Regions from separate parts of the Cyprinus carpio genome. Here region 1 is linked to region 2. A link is a contact called in public Hi-C data. All regions are on one chromosome and are shown on one strand. The core of a region is the stretch at or near the end of the contact, and the rest is flanking DNA. Distances in the headings are between cores, read along the strand shown.

Region 1 (4,195 bases), core at 252-2,751, 52 kb before region 2:
GCGCCTTTGTAAAAAACTTCAAGAGCTTGTGAGTGTACTGTACAGGCAAGCTACCAATAAGCCTTTTAAATCGAACCACACAAAAGTTTCACCGAATGGTACATTGTGCTCTGATATACAGCATGTTATTAGCATGACCAGGATGGAGTGGAGTGAATAAACTGTGCGGGCATCCAAAAAGAGAAAATAAATCTCCTTATTCTATCATCATTTTAGACTGCAGCATGACACAGCATGAATAGAACAGTGTTTTGGGGTTACTTTTGGAATGCAATGTGATTCTGTGATATAATATAATTCTAATTGTGACACATGATATAGACAGATTGTGTCATTAAGCAAATAAAGCCTGATGGGACTGTGTTAAACTGTGTTAGCTCAAGAAAGATACATACTTACAAAGATGAACTGAAGTGAAAAAATATCACTGAAAAGTTTAGGGTCAGTAAGATTTTTTTTTATTTATTTTTTTTGTGAAAATTTAATATAGTACTTTTATTCAGCAAGGATGCATTCGAATTTCTGAAGGGTAATGTGACACTCAAGATTAAAGTAATTCATTTTGCAAATTGATATAGGATAATATATTAGTTCATTTTATATTAGATAATTATGATGGCATGTAGTGCCATTGGTTTAAAAAGGTCAAACCTTGCTTAGCGAGTGTCCCTCATACATGTGGAATCGGCCCTGCATGCACACACAGGTCTTCCCTTTGAGCTCTCCAAAAACCAGCCTTGCAGCATGACCCTTCACTGTTTGAATATACAAACACTTAGTCAAGACACATACAAGCATTATCACATAATATATATTTTTTTAGCAAGTACTTTATTTCTGCAAATGGACAAAACACTGATGCAAATATATTATTACATGCTCTGAGCTGTGTCTTACTTGTGCTCTGAGGAAAGCCAGGGATGTCCAAGTATTTGAACGAGTCTCGGCATTTGAGCGCATCCGCAAGCATTCCCAGTCCAGAACCGCAGATGATGGCTACTTTAGGTCTGTGTCGTGTCTGGGACAACAGCCAGTCTGCCGTTCTCTGATAGTCCTCATGGCTGGATATGAGAAAAATAAAAATTAACTTTTGGTTTTAGTTTTATTAAACTGACTCTATATTCATAATAGGGAATTGTGGAATTTAAAACATTTAAATTCAACTAAAATAAAACATGCAATTCATTTGCTGCAAATTGTGATCTGTACCATAACAGTTTTTGAAATAGTCCTTATTAGGTCTATTGTGACTAATAAGTATTATATTTACATCCCTTTGCTTGACCAGAATCATGTTTTATACTGTGAAATGACATACAATACCCAGAATTCAACAGCATTAAACAGAGCTACTCTTTTACATTTCTGAAAAAAAGTAGCTATGTATGATATTTTCCATCACATACTAAATCCTAAGATAACAGAAAACTTACCAGATTTGATCTTTACTATGCATGTTGGTCTTGTGTGTTCGTCTTAAAGAAAGTTTTAAAACGCAGAGTGATCCTGGTGTGTGAACGAGAGAGCAGCCCTCTCCATTTAAGTAAACCTAATCCCTGACCTCACTAACACACACAAACGCTCTGATAGGTTACAACTTAGTATTAAAGTTTAGTCATGCCGAATGAAATGTCTTGTAATTTGTAGGTGTGTCTGAGTTTAATTATCAGAGGCGAGTTACACTTTTAATCAGATTTGGTGGATGTAAGCTTTTAAACCACTTAAGAAATCTGGATACATTACAAATTCAAAGTTTAAGTGCATCACAAGAGTTTTTTTTTAACATAATCATAGTCATTGGACCAGAAATTATCAATTGAGAAGAAAGCAGAAATGAATAACAATAACAAGAACAACATCTGACTATAGATAAATTAGATGCATTAATTTTCTACTATACTGCCTTTGTTTCCTAGTTGTAGGTATTTTCTAATGTATGCTGAAATTGATGATCAGTATTCTTACTTTTCAGTAAAAGTTTGATGGAGAATTGTAGGTCACAAAGTGTGTATAGAGCCAGTATGCAGTATGAGATCTGCCAATGGGTCAGGCTCGAGTTCTGCCACAGGATCGGTAACATGTGAGGCTCATTACCAGGGGTACAGACTCCAACCCAAATCTAAAGCACAGGACCAGAAAAATTTAATTTGGGGACCTCACAAGATTCGTCTGATTGCAAGCATTTTTCCACTTTTAGATGCAGGTCCGGAGGCTTGTAAGAACATTTCAAAGGTATAATGCAACTTCTTTTCTCTTGTCTTGACATCAGACAGCTTAAGAGAAAGTCTGAGAACAACAGACAGAGAGCGAGAGTGTATACCTCTCTGTAACTACATTAACAATGTTGAGTGCCAAGCATACCCCATGCATCTTGCTATCTCTCCATTTGCTCAGACGTAATCTGTAGCGTATAAGGCACATGTGATTTCACCCACTCGAATCTGATTGCCCAATTCAATCATTATTAATGGATTCTAAATAAAAACACAAAATAAGAGTGGAATGAAAAACCTCTATATACTGTATTATAACATTTGATGCAAGTACTGAAATAGCATCGGAACAGATCAGGAGAAATGTACGCATTACATCACTTGCTCACCATTGGAACCTCTGCAGTGAATGGATGCCAGAAAAATATGAGAATTAAGCAATATTATGGATAGAGGACCGGTATTTAGACAGAAGCAGTAGTTTGAATTTAAAAACGTCTTAATAATGGATTTGTTACATGCAGCTGTCATTAATTAATGGACTGGAGTGGTGTGGATTACTCTGTTTTTATCAGTGTAATGTGCAGGGCCTTTAATGGCAAAACAAGGAAACGAACAACAAAGAACAGGAAATAAAACCACATGCAAAATGTCACATTATATTAAAAAACTGACATGGCACAAGAGAAACACAAGGGCTATTTAGACAGAGGAGAACAAAAGGAACCAATGAATTGCTGTGGGAACTAACAAGGAGTGGGTGTGGTCCAATGAGTAGCTATGGCAACTAATGAGTGTAACTATTGGGACAAACAAGGCACACAGCAGACAGGGGTAGGACACACACTGGATAACCGTCTCAGGTTATGCATGTAACTACGGTTCCCTGAGAAGGGAATGAGACACTGTGTCCTCTAATAATCGCTATAGGGAAAGCCTTCGGCATGACTGGTGTCTGAAGCAAACGTCTAAACAATAACATTGGCCAGCGACAGCCTATGACATCACTGTCAGTGTGACCACAATGTAAAAAAAATCCAATAAAACACATCATCTTCTTCGTCGTCTGAAGCTTGCATTCGAGGCATAGCAAAAAAGAGGACACAGTGTCTCGTTCCCTTCTCAGGGAACCATGGTTACATGCGTAACCTGAAACGTTCCTTTCTGAGGGAACTCAAACCGTATCCTCTAGCGGTCACTATGGGGAATGTAATACCCACGCTGACATGCCAAGCATCAAGGTGAGCACTAAGAACTTACTCTACCATAGCCATGGAAGTTGCCCCTTGGATGCCTCAGTGGTTGTCAGTGACCATTTCCCCTTCAGCCAAAGGCCTGAGCTATATGCCCCCCCCCCCCCAAAAAAAAAACAACCTTACTTATTTTTTATGGTGTGGGAAGAGGGGGTGTGGACCCAGGGCAGAGCTCAGAAGCTTGGAATCAGATTCCTTAACCGTTTGAGCGGTATGATATATATGTATCCCACATATGTGATTTTTATTTTTGTGCCTCTGGGAGTACGGTCCCACATATAGAATTTAGAAAGTTCAGTGATGTCACATAACTGCCAAATTGAAACTGCTTTCACGCTTTGTCTGGTGCTGAGACGCACTCTGCACTTGTCATATAATCACAGTGTTTTTAACCACATAATGTTTATTTTAGGTTTCAGACATTCAAATACACATAAGTACTAGTAAAACAATACATTTAGAGTTTGTAAAATACACACGGATGTCTATGGATGCAGCAATAACAATCCATTCAAATATAATTTGCCGACGTATAAAGATACACATAGTATAAATAATTATAAAGTTCTTCTCTGAGTTCACCAGCCACTTTCATGTATTTCAGGAGAAATTGATTCACATGCTGTAAAGCCGTCTGACAGGACTCTCTGAACTGCACCGCGAACAAACATGGTGGCACCCATCTCACATTATAGATCACGATCAAGCTCATTTATCATGACAGTTTTT
Region 2 (3,960 bases), core at 1,204-3,703:
AGCAGTGGTTCCCAAACTGGGGGCGCAGTATAGTTAGGGCCCTATGAAATCCATTTTATTTTTTTCCTAAATTTTGTTTTATTTTTTTTTTCTAAATTCTGTTTTTTCCGTTTTAATTGTTCTGTTTTTTTTTTATTTATTTTTTTAAATTAAAATTAACTACTTTTTATTAGTTAAATTGAATTTTATTAATTAAAAAGCATGTCTAATTATTTAAAATCATGAAACGTATACATTTTCACATCAATTTATTAAAAGTTTTTAAAACAATTAAGTTTAGGGAAATATTAAATGTTTTATTTTTTCTCACTATATTATTTATATTTTTTATGGTTACCAAATTCTGTGTTTTAGTATGTCTAATTATTTGAATGTATAAACTTAATTGATTAATATAATTTTTTCTTAAAGTAGCCATATGAATTTTCTTTCCCTCAGAAATTCTGTGTTGTTTGTTTACATTTTTCTGGTTATCAATTGAAGGCATAAAACATTAATTTCATTTATCATTTATCTTTTAATTACTGACAATTACGCAAACTTTATTTTTTGGCAAACAAATGGAATTTACTATTAAAATTAAAACATGGAAGAAATGTTGTGTGATTAATCCTTAAAAAAAAAATAATGTTTGTTTCATTTTAGTTGTAGTGGAAGTAGTATTAGGCTATGTATATTCTACTGAAAAATAGGACCGGACTTTTATTTTGATGGGTTGTGGCGAATACCTTTACAGTTTTGTGTATGTGATATGCTAGTTTTACTCAAATAAAATGGTAAAGTGCTCATGAAGTGACTCTCAGAGCAGTTTTGGAGATGTTGTTCATGTGTTTCTGTCCTCATTTATTGAGACGACAGACGCTGACATCACCAGCGAGAGTCAGGCGCGCTTAGTAAGTTAAATGAAACCACGCCTCTGCGCCATTTATTAATAGAGACACGCAGAACTTGCAGGAATCATATTAAAATCGACGGATTTATATTTACAGATACATATTGTGATTTGATTTAAGTATAATTACTTACTTTTGATTGATTAATTAATTCAAAGTTTGACAAATTCCGTGACATTCCGCATTAAATTGTGAATTCTGTTTTTATGACTGGATAAAGACTACACTGCGCAATTTTACCACTTATCATGCGTCCACTTGCCTGATGTGAACATAAAATATCTTACATAGCCTACTGGTGAAAGGGCCAGTGTAATGGGCCGTACACACCGGGACGAATATCGGCGCGCGTTATTCGCCAGCGTTTTTCAACGCGTTTTTTGTGTTCACACCCAAGCGATTTTCGCTGACGATGAGCCGAGTGAACATGCAAATTCATTCCCTGACATTAGATGGCGCTTAATGTAAAACAGAAATACTAGAAATACTAGTTCTCTTTTATCAAGATTTTTGTAATCGCTGTCGCGTTTGTCATATAGATTCTTTGTGTTCCGACACCAACGAGACCAGCAACTCTACATTCATCTTGCCTTGCATCTTCTTCATCTTATTTCTTCCCGGCAGTGTAGACGCTACTTGGCGTATATCTTCTTCGCCGTTACGTATGTGTGCTCAGCAAGACAGTTTTGTGTTTGAGCGCCCCCAAGTTGTGTTTTACTGTAACTTCAGAAGCTCCAGACACGTGTGCAAAAGCGCCATTCTCATTGGTCTTATAGTTTTTGACGCGGTGCGTCAAACCAAAAAAACGAACCCGAGGCGTTTTTTAAAAAATGACGCTTTTACGCGTGGTTTTTTCGCGTCGATGTGCACACTCACATTGGCGCCCTTTGTTTAGTCACGAGGCGTTAAACGTCGGCGAATATCGCGCGCGAAATTCGTCCCGGTGTGAACAGGCCTTATTTATTGCGTGGGATATTGGTGTGGGGGAGGGTGTAATGGAAACTTGTTTGGTTGTTATGGTCGTGGATATTGTCATGTTATCTCGTGAGATCTCGTGCCACAAGATCTCGTCACACCCCTACTGCTCAATAAACATTTCTTGTTACTATCAGTGTTAAAAACAGTTGTGCAGCTTAGTTTATATATATATATATATATATATATATATATATATATATATATATATATATATATATATATATATATATATATATATATATATATTAGAATTCTTTGATTAAAAGATTTTTTTTTAATTGAAATCTTTAATATAAGTCTTCACTGTCACTTCTGATCAATTTATGACATCCTTACTGAAAGTATTGATTATTAAAAAAAAATCACTGACCTAATAAGAACAGTAGTAACAGTATTTTTGTTAACAAACAGCATTTACTTTTACACTGCAATGTAAAGTAAAATGGTCTCGCTTGTTTTTGTGGTGTGACCATAATATACATGTAAGTGTATGTGTGTTTCAGCTGCATGTCCTGGTTGAGTGTGAAGAGGAGAGGGAGGGTGTGCAGTTGGCCTCTGTGCTCCTCTGACAATGAGGTTAAATCTCTTCTCTCCTCTCCTGTTTAGCAGCTGCAGCAACACAGTGGGGAGCCCACAGGCAATCTGGTCCAATCACACCCTAAAATCCCAGCACTACGTATTATCCAGTACACACACACACACACTGGCCATTAAATGAGCTTCTTCCACAGAGCCCACCCTTCATTTACTGCCTGTTTTATTTATTTATAAAAACAAAAACAGTTGGTCTAAATCAGAACAACTAAAGGGCATCTATTTCCTAAAACATTGCGCTGAAATCTGAACAGCTGCAGAATGAACTCTTTTGAGACTCATATTGAATGCACAAGCTGGTCAGATCATTTCGGACAGTCAGTTTTAGATGATCTGCAAACATATGCTAAAATGTACAAAAGCACACAAGATACATACACACACTGAAGGTTGATTCAAAGGGCAAACAAACTTGCATTTAAAACACACAGGGATGGGGGAATAGAGGAAGACAAACCTACAATTAGGAGAGTTGAGCACAGTTGCCAAGTCATTCCCCTTGAAATCCCCCTTCAATCAATCATAGGGGGAGGGTTGTTGTCGAGAGGTGTTGTCATGACAGGTAATGAATTACCGACTCTCGTTGTTTAAAAAGACCTCACCTTGCAATGTGTTCATGGTTAGTAGCATGTGGGGATGATTTGGACAACAGAAAGAGGCCAAATGCAGATATCAGTCAGGTCACAGATCTCTAGTTTCACATATTTTTTTTTTCTTCTTCTGTCCACTATTGCAGGGGATTAAAATGCAACTCAGTTCCAAATATAAAGCTCCATTATATGTTACCATTTGGTGCAGATTTCTGAAAAAAAAATAAAATAAATGTCCCTATGTATTCAAAACTGTGACCACCTTAAAGGGGTAGTTGTCTCAAAAATCCTGTCACCATTTACTGAGTTGTTCCCAACATGTATGCACTTCATTCTTCTGCGAAACGCAAAAGATGTATTTTTGTTGAATGCTGGTAACCAAACAGTTAACAGCAGCCATTGAGTTCCATAGTATTCTTTTTCTATACTATGGAAGTCACTGACTACCAATAACTGTTTGGCTACCAGCATTCTTCAAAATATCATTTATGTTCAACAAAACTCATACAGTTTTGTATCTTTAATCATTTACTTGTTCCAAATCCAATCCAAATGACTGACTTCCTTCTGCAGAACACACGCCCAGACAGCAAGCAGTTTCGGCCCAGATCCAGCCCACATCTGGCCCGCATGGATTTCACACGGGCCAGATGTGGGCCGGATCTGGGCCGAAACTGCTTGCTGTCTGGGACACAAATGTTTTTTTTTTTTTTTTTTTTTTTTTAAGGTCCCCATTAACTTTCATTATTTGAACGCAAACAGATTTTTTTTTTTCATGTCATACAGCTTTGAAACAACATGGGGGTGAGTAAATGAGGAAACAATTTTTTTTTATTTATTTATTTTGTGAACTATCCCTTTAGCAGTTATGGCCCTGCTTTAAAGTCCGCTTAGGAAACACAATT

What was found. A called contact is a pair of places that touch in the nucleus more often than the background predicts.
Region 1: a Hi-C map of red blood cells shows a contact between it and region 2, with 3 times the contacts expected there. The contact joins the promoter of LOC109051479 here to the enhancer-like site in region 2. A contact is called at or near these places in 3 of 8 Hi-C or Micro-C datasets (liver, red blood cells and skeletal muscle).

What each region holds. Positions count from the first base shown.
Region 1 is chrA11:13,888,418-13,892,612 of ASM1834038v1, reverse strand. LOC109051479 (purine nucleoside phosphorylase-like) reads right to left here and starts at 1,501. Exons shown (of 6, transcript XM_042767048.1): 1 at 1,434-1,501; 2 at 898-1,061; 3 at 652-755. The coding sequence starts at 1,456.
Region 2 is chrA11:13,837,229-13,841,188 of ASM1834038v1, reverse strand. No RefSeq gene overlaps it. Among protein-coding and RNA genes, the nearest start is that of LOC122146604, 8.0 kb to the right of the region's middle. Within about 2 kb of position 2,453, at least 3 of the 8 cell types and tissues checked have an H3K27ac peak or open chromatin away from gene starts, as enhancers often do.